Regions from separate parts of the Ovis aries genome. Here region 1 is linked to region 2. A link is a contact called in public Hi-C data. All regions are on one chromosome and are shown on one strand. Each heading gives the region's core, a stretch centred on a gene start, on an enhancer-like site or on the middle of the called end of the contact. The rest is flanking DNA. Distances are from core to core; before and after follow the strand shown.

What was found. Hi-C and Micro-C count contacts between places; a contact is called where the count stands out from the background.
Region 1: a Hi-C map of hypothalamus shows a contact between it and region 2, with 3 times the contacts expected there. The contact joins the promoter of BTBD7 here to the promoter of LYSET in region 2. A contact is called at or near these places in 2 of 16 Hi-C or Micro-C datasets (hypothalamus and liver).

What each region holds. Positions count from the first base shown.
Region 1 is chr18:55,759,571-55,765,783 of ARS-UI_Ramb_v3.0, forward strand. It overlaps BTBD7 (BTB domain containing 7), which reads right to left and starts at 4,545. Exons shown (of 11, transcript XM_060401455.1): 1 at 4,317-4,545.
Region 2 is chr18:55,630,381-55,636,990 of ARS-UI_Ramb_v3.0, forward strand. It overlaps LYSET (lysosomal enzyme trafficking factor), which reads left to right and starts at 2,649. Exons shown (of 2, transcript XM_027957340.2): 1 at 2,649-2,699; 2 at 3,594-4,414. The coding sequence starts at 3,610. The coding sequence ends at 4,005.

The sequences.
Region 1 (6,213 bases), core at 3,295-5,794, 130 kb after region 2:
TCTTATATATTAAAAACTCTAAAGATCTCTCTCTCACACACACACACACACACAACGTGTTAGGATAAATGAATTCAGAAAGGTTGCAGGATACAAAATCAACACATAAAAATGAGTTGTGTTCTGTAACAATGAACAATCCAAAAAAGAAATCACATTTACAATCACCAAAAAGAATATTTAGGAGCAAACCTAACCAAAGAGATGAAAGACTTTTATACTGAAAACTACGAAATGTTGTGGGAAGAAATTAAACACAAATAAATGAAAGACATCTGTTGTTCACAGATTGGAAGACAAGAAAAGATGTCAACACTACTCCAAAGAACCTATAGATGCACTCCAATCCCCATCAAAAAAATCCCAATGACATTTTTTTTTGCAGAAACAGAAAAATCTATCTTAAAATTTATATGGAACAATCTTAAGGGACCCTAAATAGCCAAAACAATTTCAAAAAAGAATAATGTTGGTGGCCTCATACTTCTGATTTCAAACCTTACTATAAAGCTAGAGTAATCAAAAGAGCTTGGTACCACCATAAAGACAGACTTACAGACAAATGGAATAGAAGATTTCAAAAATAAAGCCCTGAATGTATGATCAAGGGATTTTTGACAAAGATGCCAAGACTATTCACTGGAGAAAAGATAGTCTTTTCAGCAAATGGTATTGGAAAAACTGGATATTCACATGTAAAGACCTAACTATAAGAGTTTTTTTGAGGGCAAAACTATTAGAAGGGTTTTAAAAGGGGAAAGCTTCATGTCACTGGACTTGGCAGTAATTTCTCAGATGTAACACCAAAAGTATAAACAAAATAAAAGAAAAAACTAGATCAGCTGGACTTCATTAAAATTAAAACATTTTGTGCATCAAAATACACACCACAGAGTGAAAAGGTAATGCATGGAATGGCAAAAATATTTGAAAATCATATATCTGATAAGGGACTGGCATCCAGAATATACAAAGAGCTCCTACAACTCAACAGAAAAACAACTTAATTTAAAAAATAGGCTGTTGCTGCTGCTGCTAAGTCACTTCAGTCGTGTCTGACTCTGTGTGACCCCATAGATGGCAGCCCACCAGGCTCCCCCGTCCCTGAGATTCTCCAGGCAAGAACACTGGAGTGGGTTGCCATTTCCTTTTCCAATGCATGAAAGTGAAAAGTGAAAGTGAAGTCACTGAGTCGGAACTTAAAATAGATTATTTCTCCAATTCAAAAGGCTGATAAGTACAAGAGATACAAATACCATAGAGAAACTCAAGTGAAAACCACAATGAGGTATCACTTCATACCCATTAGGATGGATGTTATCAAAATAATGAAATGAACAAGTACTGGTGAGGATGTGAAGAAACTGAACTCTGACACATGCTGGTGGAAATGTAAAGTTTTCTGGATATATACCCAAATGAAATGAAAGCAAGGACTAAGATACCTGTACATCTATGTACATGGTAACAATTAGTCCAATAGCCAAAAAGTGGACGCATACAAAGTATCAACTAACAGATTATATACAATGGAATATTATTCAGCCTTAAATAGGAAGGAAATTTTAACAAATGCTACAACTTGGATGAACATTATGGTAACTAAGTGAAATAAGCCAGGAAAAATATTGTATGAGTCTACTTACATTAAATACATACAGTAATCATAGAGAAGGAAAGCAGAAAAGTGGCTGTCATGGGCTGGGCATAAAAGGAAGTGGGAGTTAGTGTTTACTGGGAACAGAGTTTCAGTGAGAAAGATGAATAGAGCTCTGGAAATGGGTGGTGGTAGTGGTTGCAATACAAAGTGGATGTACTTAATGCCACAGAACTGTACAATTAAAACTAGTAAAGATGGCAAACTTTATGTTATGTGTATTTTACCATGATAAAAACAACAACAAAATTATACTTGCTGTGCATCTTTTCTAGGGACTCCTATCTTAGTGTTAGGATCTAATCTCTTCCTACCCAAGTACTGCAGCAGCTATTTTCCCTGGTTCATTCCACTCAACCTTATTCTAACTCAATCAACGGATCACTGACAGGTGCATCTTGGCAGTTTTATCAAACTAATGTTTGGCCTCCGAAGTTTCAAAGACTTCCCATACCTTGCACAAGAGGATAAAAATCCAAATCTCCTCAATCTGGCACTCAAACCCTTTTACAAACAGATACCCTTTCAATAGTCTAATGTCTTCCCAAGGAAGTTCAGTGGTCATCTAAGTTTTCCTCTTTTCCCCTCCCTTAAAACTAATCTCCACCTTATACTCTTGCTTTTCCCTCACAACGTAACTGCTCCAATCTCTCTGTAAATCTAAACCCTCACAGAAGCTAGCTCAAGTCTCAAGTGTTCCAGGAAGTTATTTAGACTCCTGAGGCCTTACTCATCTCCCTTTAACCAGAAAACGTACAGCATTATTTGTCCTGAGAGAACTTTAACTAGATTGTTTTCTAGGCTCAGAGGGGTACAGCTTATATTTTCTGAGGGCAAAGTCTATATACTACACTTGCTTCTTTCTTCTGCAGCACCTAATACTGCAAAATACAAAACAGATCTTCAATAATCACCTGTGTAACTGAACACAAGTCACAACTTTGGTGTGTGAGTTTCAATGACTAGAATATGAAATCAGAATCATGTGACATGACTATCTCTGAAGGTTAATCTGTGACACACAACACAGAAATTGCTGCGATTATGAGGAAACCAGGTGGTATAACACAGGTATTTTAAAGGCTAAAATGAGAGTCTGATACAAAGAACCTGTTTAAAACCTGGTATTGCTGAATCGAACAAGATAGTAGTTAGGTTTTGCGGGACATAATATGAACCTATGGTTTTACAGAATGCATGCAAACACGAGCAATGCTATAATTGGACAGAAATACAGTCACAGGCCTATGAAAACTCTAAATGAAATGTCAGTTGGTTTTTATTAAATTCAGGTCAGGAAAAAAATCTTCATCAGTTACTTGGGGTAACTGACAGCAACTGTCAAGAATCAGCATGAGGCGCACTCTCTGACTTCTCCTTTCAACTCTATTGCACAAAGACCCAGGGAGGATGGTGGTGAAGAATGCAATCAGTGAAGAACAGGGGGTTCAGCAGTGAGTGAAAAGTGCTCTCTAAATGGGGAGGAGAGAGGCCTAGATCCCCGTTTTGGTCCAATCCCTGGCCAGCTGCAGGACCCACAGCGAGTAGCTCATCTCCCTGAGCCTAGTTTCCCGGCTCTAAAACAAGTCACACCAGATCGCTCAAGGTTTTTCTGACTTCAAAATTCTAGGACAAGTTTCGTCACAGCTGCCATTAAAGCGTATGATTCTTGCAATTTCAAATCTTTCTTCCACGTCTCCGGGAAGAAAGTAATAGATTTCAGCAATCTAAAAGAAATGGATGCCACTGAGAGACAAAAGATTGTAAAAATGTCTCTTTCTTTATCACGGTAAGATATTTTAGCAGAGGGAACAGATTTCTGGTAAAAACCAAGACTGCTTCTGCAAATTAGGCCTAATCCAGAGTACTTATTATCTGTGCTGGTATATGAAGAGGTGCTATTGTATTTCAAAAGAGGAGCAGCACTGCTCAGAGCTTTCCCCCCCAACCCCCGCAAACTGTGAGAGAAAGTTCTCATCTTCGGGGCAAGGCTAGTAAATAAACATCTGTGCAAATGACGAGATGCTGAATGCACGCTTTTAGCCTTTCAAGTACTCCAAGCACAGACTTCTTTATCAAACACTCTGTATTGTCTCGTCTCTCTCTCAACCTACCAAAGAGCCAGTTCCAGTTCGATCCCGAAACAGTAACTTACCCGGACAATCCAACTTCTCCCCGGGAGCAGCGGTCCCCAGGCCTGCTCTCCCCGACCCCCGAAGCCGGCCGGCCGCTCTCACGCCCACCCTCGGGCGGTCGCAGCCCGGCAGCCCGGGTAAACGCGCGCCCGGGTCTCGGGAGCGGTTTCCCGGCGTCCGGGGAGCGGCGGGTCCCGCCCCTCGGAGCCCTGAGTCGGGAGCCGGCCCGGCCGCTATCCCAGCTCGGGAGCGCCACACCTCGCGGCTCCAGCCCCGGGGACGACGGCGCACAGCCCAGCCCGCCCCTCGGAGCGCACCAGGACCGGTCAGTCTGCCGCCGCCGCCGCCGCCTTAGCCCCAGACGGACCGCTGCCTCCCTCCGGCCCGCGGCCCCGCGCGGCGGCCCGGCCCCAGCCCTGCGCCCCCGCCGCTCACGCACCAGCCCCTTCCCCGCCGGGACGCCCAGCGCCGCGCCGGGCACAGCCTCGCCTCACAGCCTCGTAGACATCGAGGGGGACACTCACCCCGGAGGCTCCTCCCGCCGCTGCTGCTGCTGCTGTCGCCGCTGGGACCGCGGCCGTCGCCCCCGCCGCCGCCACCACCAGCACCGCCGTCCGCACCGGCGCCAGCGCCCCGGGCCATCCTCCTCCTGCCGTTGCCGCCGCCGCCCCCCTCTCCGCTCCTGTCAGTGGCTCAGGCTCCGAGGCTTCTCCAGGTTCCCCTCGCCGCCATTTTGACGCCTGGAGCGGGCAGGAGGGGCTCGGCTCAGCGCGGACCTGGCGCGCCTGCGCGGCGCTGCGGAGCCGGCCCGAGTCCCCGCCCGTCCTCGCCGTCGCCGCGCCCGGGGTCACGTGGACCACCGGCAGCGCGCGCGCCGGGGCTGGCCCGGGAGGCGCGCTCACGGGACCCGGGAGCGGTCCGAGCCGAGTGCGCGCGCATTATTCCGGCTCTCTGCTCGGAGTTGGATGCTCGTATCCTGCTTATTGCAGGGAACTGTGGCAAATCGTTTAAATCTGTCAGAATGGAACTATAATAACAACGTCACCGGACGACCGATTTTACCAATTTTTGTTTGCATTCGGCAGCCGGCATCCTGATCTAGAACTCACAGTGCATCTTTCTCAAAACGAAGGCTACGTCCGCGGAAATATCTTTTCTTTTTTTTTTTTTTTAGTCTTGGCGTTTGGGTGACTTCTTGACAGTTTATCTTAAGCCCTGTCTGTATGATACTTTTACAAACACCATCTTGCTCGTTGTATAGAGGATTTAAGTCAGACACTGAAAAGTTTTCCTTAGCGAGATACTTCCATAAACCTGGGATAAGAACTGGTGAAAGCTCACAGTCGCCACGTGGGAGAGCCAAATCACTCTCCCCAGATACCCCTCGTCTGGGAGTTTCAGCGATGCATTAACAAAAACACATATTTATGGAACACCTTACAGTTTGCAAAAACACTGTTAAATGCATGGCTTCCTTTGAACACCAAAACCCCACCCTTTGAGGTAGTGGGGACAAGTATTACAAGTATCCTTTACAACCTTACTTTTACAAGAAAAAGGACAAGTATCCTTTTACAACTAAGGAAATAGACTCGAAAATACTAAGTCGTTTGCCCCCCGGGCGTACATTCTGCATTAGTAAGTGGACAAGCCAAGACTAGAACCCAGACAGTCTCACCCTGGTCATCAGACAAATCACCCCTCACAGTTCTCTGACAGGCTTTTCAATACGTCGTGTATTTGTCCTCTGGGAATTTATTTAAATCCCTCTTGAAAGTACTTGCTTTGTCAATCTCTACCCATCCTTTGAGAAACAAGTTTTCTAAGTCATGCCTCCAAGTCTTGTTCTCAAACCATCTCTAAGCTTAAAAGACTAAGAGGACTTTCAAATTTTGTGATGTGTTTTTAACCGTTTCTTGGTCCTGTATTATTTTATACATTTCACGTTTGGTTGGAAGATTTAGGTTTCTTTTTTTTTTTTTTTTTCTTTTTTATCAGGAAAGGACTTTATGAATGTGATCATTGGTTTTCTCTGGACTTTCTTCAGATTAGATGTATCTTTCTTGTGCTCACTCATCACCTCCTTACTTCCTTGCAAAGATATTTCTTTCCAATTGATATTATTTCATTTCCCCGCCCCTAACCTTTCAACCCATGCATCTTTCGTCAACCCCAGTCCTCAAAGGTTTAGAGATTGTAGCATTCCATTGTCAGGAAAAAAATATCGCTCCTAACTGGTAGGGGTTTCTTCAACTGAGCATGTGTATGTGTGTATGTGTGTGTTTGAGGTAGGGGTGTGTGTGTGCGCGTGGTGACAGGAGATAAATACATGGAAAAGTGAGAAAATACAAGGGAAATAGGCCCATCTAGTTGGAGAAAAGGTTTGGCTCTGGGTGCCCACATCCTGTTCCCCTGTACTGT
Region 2 (6,610 bases), core at 1,399-3,898:
GAGGAAAGTGTCCAAGGGACTAAGTGTCCAAAGGACTGTGCAAGTTGAGTGGCTTTCAGATTCATGCTTTTGAAACACTTTGTTCAAGTGAAATTGCTCTTGGAAACTCGGTATAAACAAAATAGTTTAAAAGGTCATTTTATTCACATTTCTTTATTTTCTAAATTCATATCTATAACTGAATTCAACTATAATTGAATGCAACCTATTAATATGACATTCACAACTGGATGCTTTGATGACACACATGAGAAATCTGGGGTTAGAGATGGCAGCTTCGAACTTACCAACTGCAGCGTTGAATTCTCCCTCTTGTTTTGATGGCATAGAATCAATAAAATTCCTATTCACACAGAAAATAAAAACCACCGCTCATGATCTTCATGATTAATATAGGGCCAGACATACCTAACTGGGCCTCGTTGGTGGCTCAGATCGTAAAGAATCTGCCTGCAACTCTGGAAACCCGGGTTCGATCCCTAGATCGGAAAGAAGGGAATGTTCTTGCCTGGAGAATTCCATGGACAGAGGAGCCTGGTGGGCTACAGTCCATGGGGTTGCAAGCAGTCGGATGTGACTGAGCGACTGACAGACACACGCACACTTAGAAACTACCTATGACGCGTCGTCACGTGGGACAGCTACACTGGCCCCTGTTATCACACAAGCCGGCATCTGAACGAGGTCTGATCAGCGTGTGCACCTGAGCCATGACTGGACGTCCTCTCAGAGTATCACACGTGCATAGTGATGAAACTTCTGTACACTGTGAGTGATTAAAAAACAAATTCATGGGTGAATATAAATAGATAAATACCAGTGCTGAACTACATCCTTCTAGTCAATGACTAGAGAGACATTTAGGAGACATTACATGGGCACAGAAATGACAAAGGATTGTACTAAGAACTGCACAAACATGAGTAACTTGGCAGGACAAGATAGGTTAATGTCTATCACTGAGCATACACTGTTCTGCCTCCAGGTTCTGCTAGTTGCAGATAGCCCTTCCTGATTTCCCAAGATTCAGGTGAAATGTCCCTCAAGTCCTGCCTGGAGGAGGGCACCCTCCTCCTCCTCTTCAGCTGCCTCTTCATCCTTTATTAGGGTCAGTAACTGTAAGAAGCCTGCCTGCGCTGGTGTTCTGTGGACTGCTTCAGCAAGGACCTACTCCGGGCTCACTCCAAGTCTCCTCTCTACCAGTTTCTGTAGTAAACGCTCCAGCCTTAGTACCTAAGCAATTTTCTCCCTCCTTCTGGTAAGTGGTCAGGTATTTGACCTGCAACTCCCAGAGCCTGCAGGCATATAGGAGTTGTGATAAAAGGAATGTTTATCTGCAAGAGTCAAATGATACCGGCTGCTGGGTCTCTGAAGCTCTCTAGCAATCGCCTTGTTTTTTCGACATCTTACATCTTTCATATCCTCATCATTTGAGTAGTATGAAGCAGCCAGGATTCAAACACTTCTGGCTCTGGAGAATCACTACCTGAGAAAACTTTGTTTTTTCTATTTCAGGTGTTGCAGAGCAGGCTGAAGAGCCTTATGGACTGCCTGTGCCAACAAAGGGGCCCGTAGTCCTAGAATCACATCCTAGTCTAGATCAAACTGTCGTTTCCATACGCAAGAGCTCTGGTAAACTTACCCAATGTCACGCCCTCCCCCTCTAAGAGTTCATTTGCTTTGCTTAAAAATTCACTATCTGGGTCAGGGGACTTAATGAGCACTCTACAGGCACCTCTACCTCCGGGTATCTCCTTAGGGACCAGAGCATGACTTGTCTCCTCAGTAAGTCCTATTAAGGCTACATTCCTGATCTCGTCCCTCCGGGACATCCTCCTGAGGAGTCAGTACTCCCCTAAGGGGGCTACACCAGCTCGCAGATTGCTGCCACATCACAGGTCTGGGCGATGCCGGCAACCAACGGCGCTTTCCGCGAGTTCACATCCATCCCCCTACACCAGTCTCCTAAGAGCCTCAGCGCCAGGGTGCCCCAAACAAGATTTAAATTCCAACTTTTCCCACACCATTGACACCACCGCAATTCACAGTATTCCTCCGCGGTACTAGAGTTAAGTCTGGTTAATGTCCGAGTTTCCGACGGGCTGCGAGGTCGAGGCAGTCAGGTCAGTTTGAAATGTCAATGAATGACCCGAGACTCGCGCCCGGAGAAGGCCCGCGCACCCGCGCCTGCGGCCAGCCCCACTGCGGCAAGCAGTCACCGGAGCCTCTCGGGGCCTCGGATCTAGCTGTCTGTGTGAGTCCATCGCCGGTAGCCGAGGCACCAGGGCCTGCTCGCGACGCTTCCCGGACCGCCAGGCCCGAGGAACGCGAGGGGCGGCCTCTTCTCCACTCGATGCACACCCAAGGGGGATACCAGAGGCGCGCAGGGCGGAACAGCTGGGGGACCAGAGCCACGAGAGAAGCACCAGGGCGAAGCTTCGAGGAGGGCTTGAAGCGGCCAGGCTCGGACGGCCGGCCACCAGAAGAGGGTCTTTGCCACCACCCGCACCTCCTCAACTTTAGCCAGCCAGACAGCTGGAGCCGATTGGAGAGCTCTAGAGGAAGCGGTGCCGCGGCCTGACGTCAGGGGGAGGGCCGGGTCTTTCGGGGGCGGGGCATGCGCGCTTCCGGCCCGAGCCGGAAGCCCCGAGTGTGGCAGCATCCGGGTCGGCGGGCAGGCGGGCCAACCCGGACAGGAGGTGAGACCCGGGACCTGCCCAGCTCTGCAGCCTCGCCCGGTGGCCGCTGCCCGGCACTGGGCTCTCCGTGCTGCAAGGCGGAGAGGCCCGGGTCTGGCGCCGCCTGCGCAGCCCTGGTCGCGTCGCGGCCGGCGGTGCCTGCTGCGCGACAGGGGGCGGGGCCGGCTGCAGGGAAGGCCCAGGTGTCGGGGGAAGCCTCCCGGCTGGGCCGACCGCCACAGCCACAGGCTGGGGCTCGGGCAGCAGCAACGGGGGCCAGCCCGCCGCGTGACCGGCTGCAGTCACGCTGTGCTTAATCACACTTAGTCTTTGCTCCAGGCTGGCCGTGCTCACCATTCTCCCAGCCGGTGACCCCGGGGGATTTCTTTTATGGTGGCTTTTTCTCTGAAATGCCAAAGCCACCCGATTATTCAGAACTGAGTGACTCTTTAACGCTTGCCGTGGGAACAGGAAGATTTTCGGGACCACTGTAAGTGTTAAGAGTTACTGTCTTAACTTGGGGGCTCCGACATAGGTTAAACTTGAAGAACCAAACGTTCATGTCTGCAGCAATACTGTTAAATCAGGAAGTATTTGAACTGTTAACAGTGAAATGTTCCGTAGGAAATGAATTTAATTATAGTTTAAGGGGGGTTGTACTGGACCTGTTTAAGTCAGATATAGTGATTTATATGTGGGCTTCAATAAAAAGCCTGCTCAATATATAATTAAACTTTATCATATCTATTACATAAAACGACCTGTAAGTTGTTTACATTTCTTAATAGATGTAAATTTAGTTATTTAAAACCTCAAATGGGGTATTTTAGAGCTCATTGGGGGAAAAAAGTTAAGTACATTTGGAATACTTACCATGACAGCGTTGCTAGACCCTAACTTGTTTCTAACTGGCAGGCACAGAGCATGGAGAATGATGAATTTCCGTCAGCGGATGGGATGGATCGGAGTGGGACTCTATCTATTAGCAAGTGCAGCAGCATTTTACTACGTTTTTGAAATCAATGAGACTTACAACAGGCTGGCCTTGGAACACATTCAACAGCACCCAGAGGAGCCCCTTGAAGGAACCTCGTGGACACACTCCTTGAAAACTCGGTTGCTCTCCCTGCCTTTTTGGTTCTGGACAATTGTTTTTCTCATACCTTACTTACAGATGTTTTTATTCCTTTACTCTTGTACAAGAGCTGACCCCAAAACGGTGGGCTACTGTATTATCCCCATATGCTTGGCAGTTATATGCAATCGCCACCAAGCATTTGTCAAGGCTTCTAATCAGATCAGCAGACTACAACTGATTGACACATAAAATCTGACATCATTTTTTCCTTACAAGTACAAAACTGCCAGTATGATATGGAACCTGATCACAAGACTGCAGTTTCTTCACAGATCTCAGGAAGTTGTGGTGGGGCAGAAGCTTTTTAAAGAATGTGGCTAGGGGGCTAACTTTATCTGAATAATGACTTTTTAGGTAAAGACTGAGAATCAGTACAAAATCATGTGGATGACTTCAGATTTTGGAAGTAAAATTTTATCTGTTGTTTGCATTCCTTAGAAGCTTGAATAAGTACCTGGACTCATACTTTTATTTTACTGTGCAACATAGTGATAATTCAGGAAATTTTCCTTTGGGGAAAAATGAATATGAACATTTCCATTGTGCTTAATGCAAAAAGGTCCAAACATGGTCATAAAATTTAAATTTTATACAATTATTTGGCTTGCTTTAAAATTCTTCAAACTACACCACCAGTTCATCCCACTGTAGCTACGGCACTATGCTCGTTTGCTATCAGCTTGTGAGAAATTGGTATGAAGTTATTGAGGCGATGGGTGTCTTGAGAAGCAAAATGTCTTCCTTTTGGTAATGCTGCGGGCGCTATTAGCTAGAATTATTAATGCAATTGAAAAAAAAAAAACAACTTGGGAAAAGACTAAATGTTTGAAAGCTGAGCAATCTAACACACAGAAAATGGAAACAAGGTGTTCAATGAAAACATTCCAATCCCTGTCAGATGTGTGCTAAGCGATGCTCTCAAGTCACCATCCCTCTGATTTTCTTTTCTGCCTAAAGTCTAGTCTTCAGGCAATAGGTTAACTGCATGAAGATGTGACCCCTGTACTGCCTCTTTTGCGTCTGTACTCACTACCTCATGTCTGGCAACAATACAAATAACTGAAAAATGGAAAACTAGATTTTAGGATTTTTTTTTCTTTTTTTTCTGGGTGAGATCAAGATATATTTTTATAGTTACATCATCAATACCAGAGAAATGTTTTACACTGATTTTTAATAAGAATCATAACATTTTTTGGTGCTTCTCTTGGGCTCTATTTTAAGAGCTTTAATGTGAGTCAACTCATGTAGTCCTCCAACAGCCCTATGAGATAAGTTATTATCATCCAGATTTTACAGATAAGGACAGTGAGCTGAAGTTCTGTAACTTGCTGAAGGTCACATAGCCAAGAAGCAAAGCCAGAGCCTAACCCGGCATCTGATGCCTTTATTCCTAATCCCTGAGCTGTAGGGCTTCTCACAGATGACATGTTTCAGCACTGGGTACTGTCTGCCTAACCATGCTAATAAATGGAAAAGAACTGAAGAAAGGTTTTTCTCAATTTGTATGAGCTACTGAAAATCAAAGTCTTCAAGCAGCTTTAAGTAAAGTGTGACCAGAATGGAAGGCTGGGCATTCCATAGGAAGCTTTTACTTGAAAGATAAAGCAGGTGTCCTTGTAACTCAGGAGAGGCACAATCAGATTCTTCTCCAGTAATCTCATTTCTCTCCTTTACTACTTCCAAAGGTCTAGTTACTGAAATGTTTTTTGCTACAAGACACTGATACACTGAGTCTTCAAATTAAGTAACAGTTTGAAATACCTGTTTTTGCAAGGGACAGGTAACCAAATCACTTGCATCTTTTGAGTACTTACTGAAAGTATGCATGGCTGTAGGCAGATTCCGGAGATATACAATTCATGCTGCATGAGAGTTCTATGATGCAAGTTATGTGTTGGTACTAATACCACTTTAAAGAAGAGGAAAACGAGGATGCCTGAGGCACACAGAATTAATAACTTGCTGTTGGTCATACCACTAGTGGAAGAGCCAGGATTTGAACCCAGGATATCTGGCTTCAGATCTCCAGCTATATCATTCTACTATGCTGCTTTATAAAGGACATAATTTAAGAAAAGTCATTGCACAGTTTCTTGCTTTATTTGATTTGTCCTGAGGCAGTGCAAGTTTGGAAATCGTTTAAGAACATTATTTCCATCACTTTTTGTCTTACAAATGATGTAATGAAAGGTTTGTGAGTTTGCTATTGTCTTGTAAAGTAGTAATTCCTTATTTTATGGAGGGAGACTTTCTTAGACTTCAAATTCTAGTAAACTCTCCCACATACTGCAACTAGAGAGTAGCCCGTTTGCCGCAACTAGAGAAAAGCCCATGCAGCAACTGAAGACCCTGCACAGCCAAAAATAAAGAAATACAGTCATTAAAAACAAAACAAAACACTACTTTTAAAGGGAAAAATGTGATTCCCTTAGAATTTGATTCTACTTCAAACAAAGCTTTCATAATTAAAAAGCTTTTCTTTGGGGAAGTGGAATCATCAGATAAAGTGCTCTGAAGTGACAGCACCCAGAAAATAATCAAACCTGTATGTTTGTTCACCATGTTAAACAGGTGTGGCGAGGCCCAGCGCCAGGCAGGAGGACACAGGAAGCAGGAGGTGAGCCCAGTGGCAACATCCCCAGTCCTGAGCTGCTCCTGTAGTGGTTTAGAATGGATCTGGGCACTAAGCACTGGGAGCAGCAGGACGGGCATGTCAGGTCCCTCAGTGGCAGGGATGTCAGTGTAGACAGGGCCACGCCAGGTAGACTGCAGACAGCTGCCAGCCCAAGCT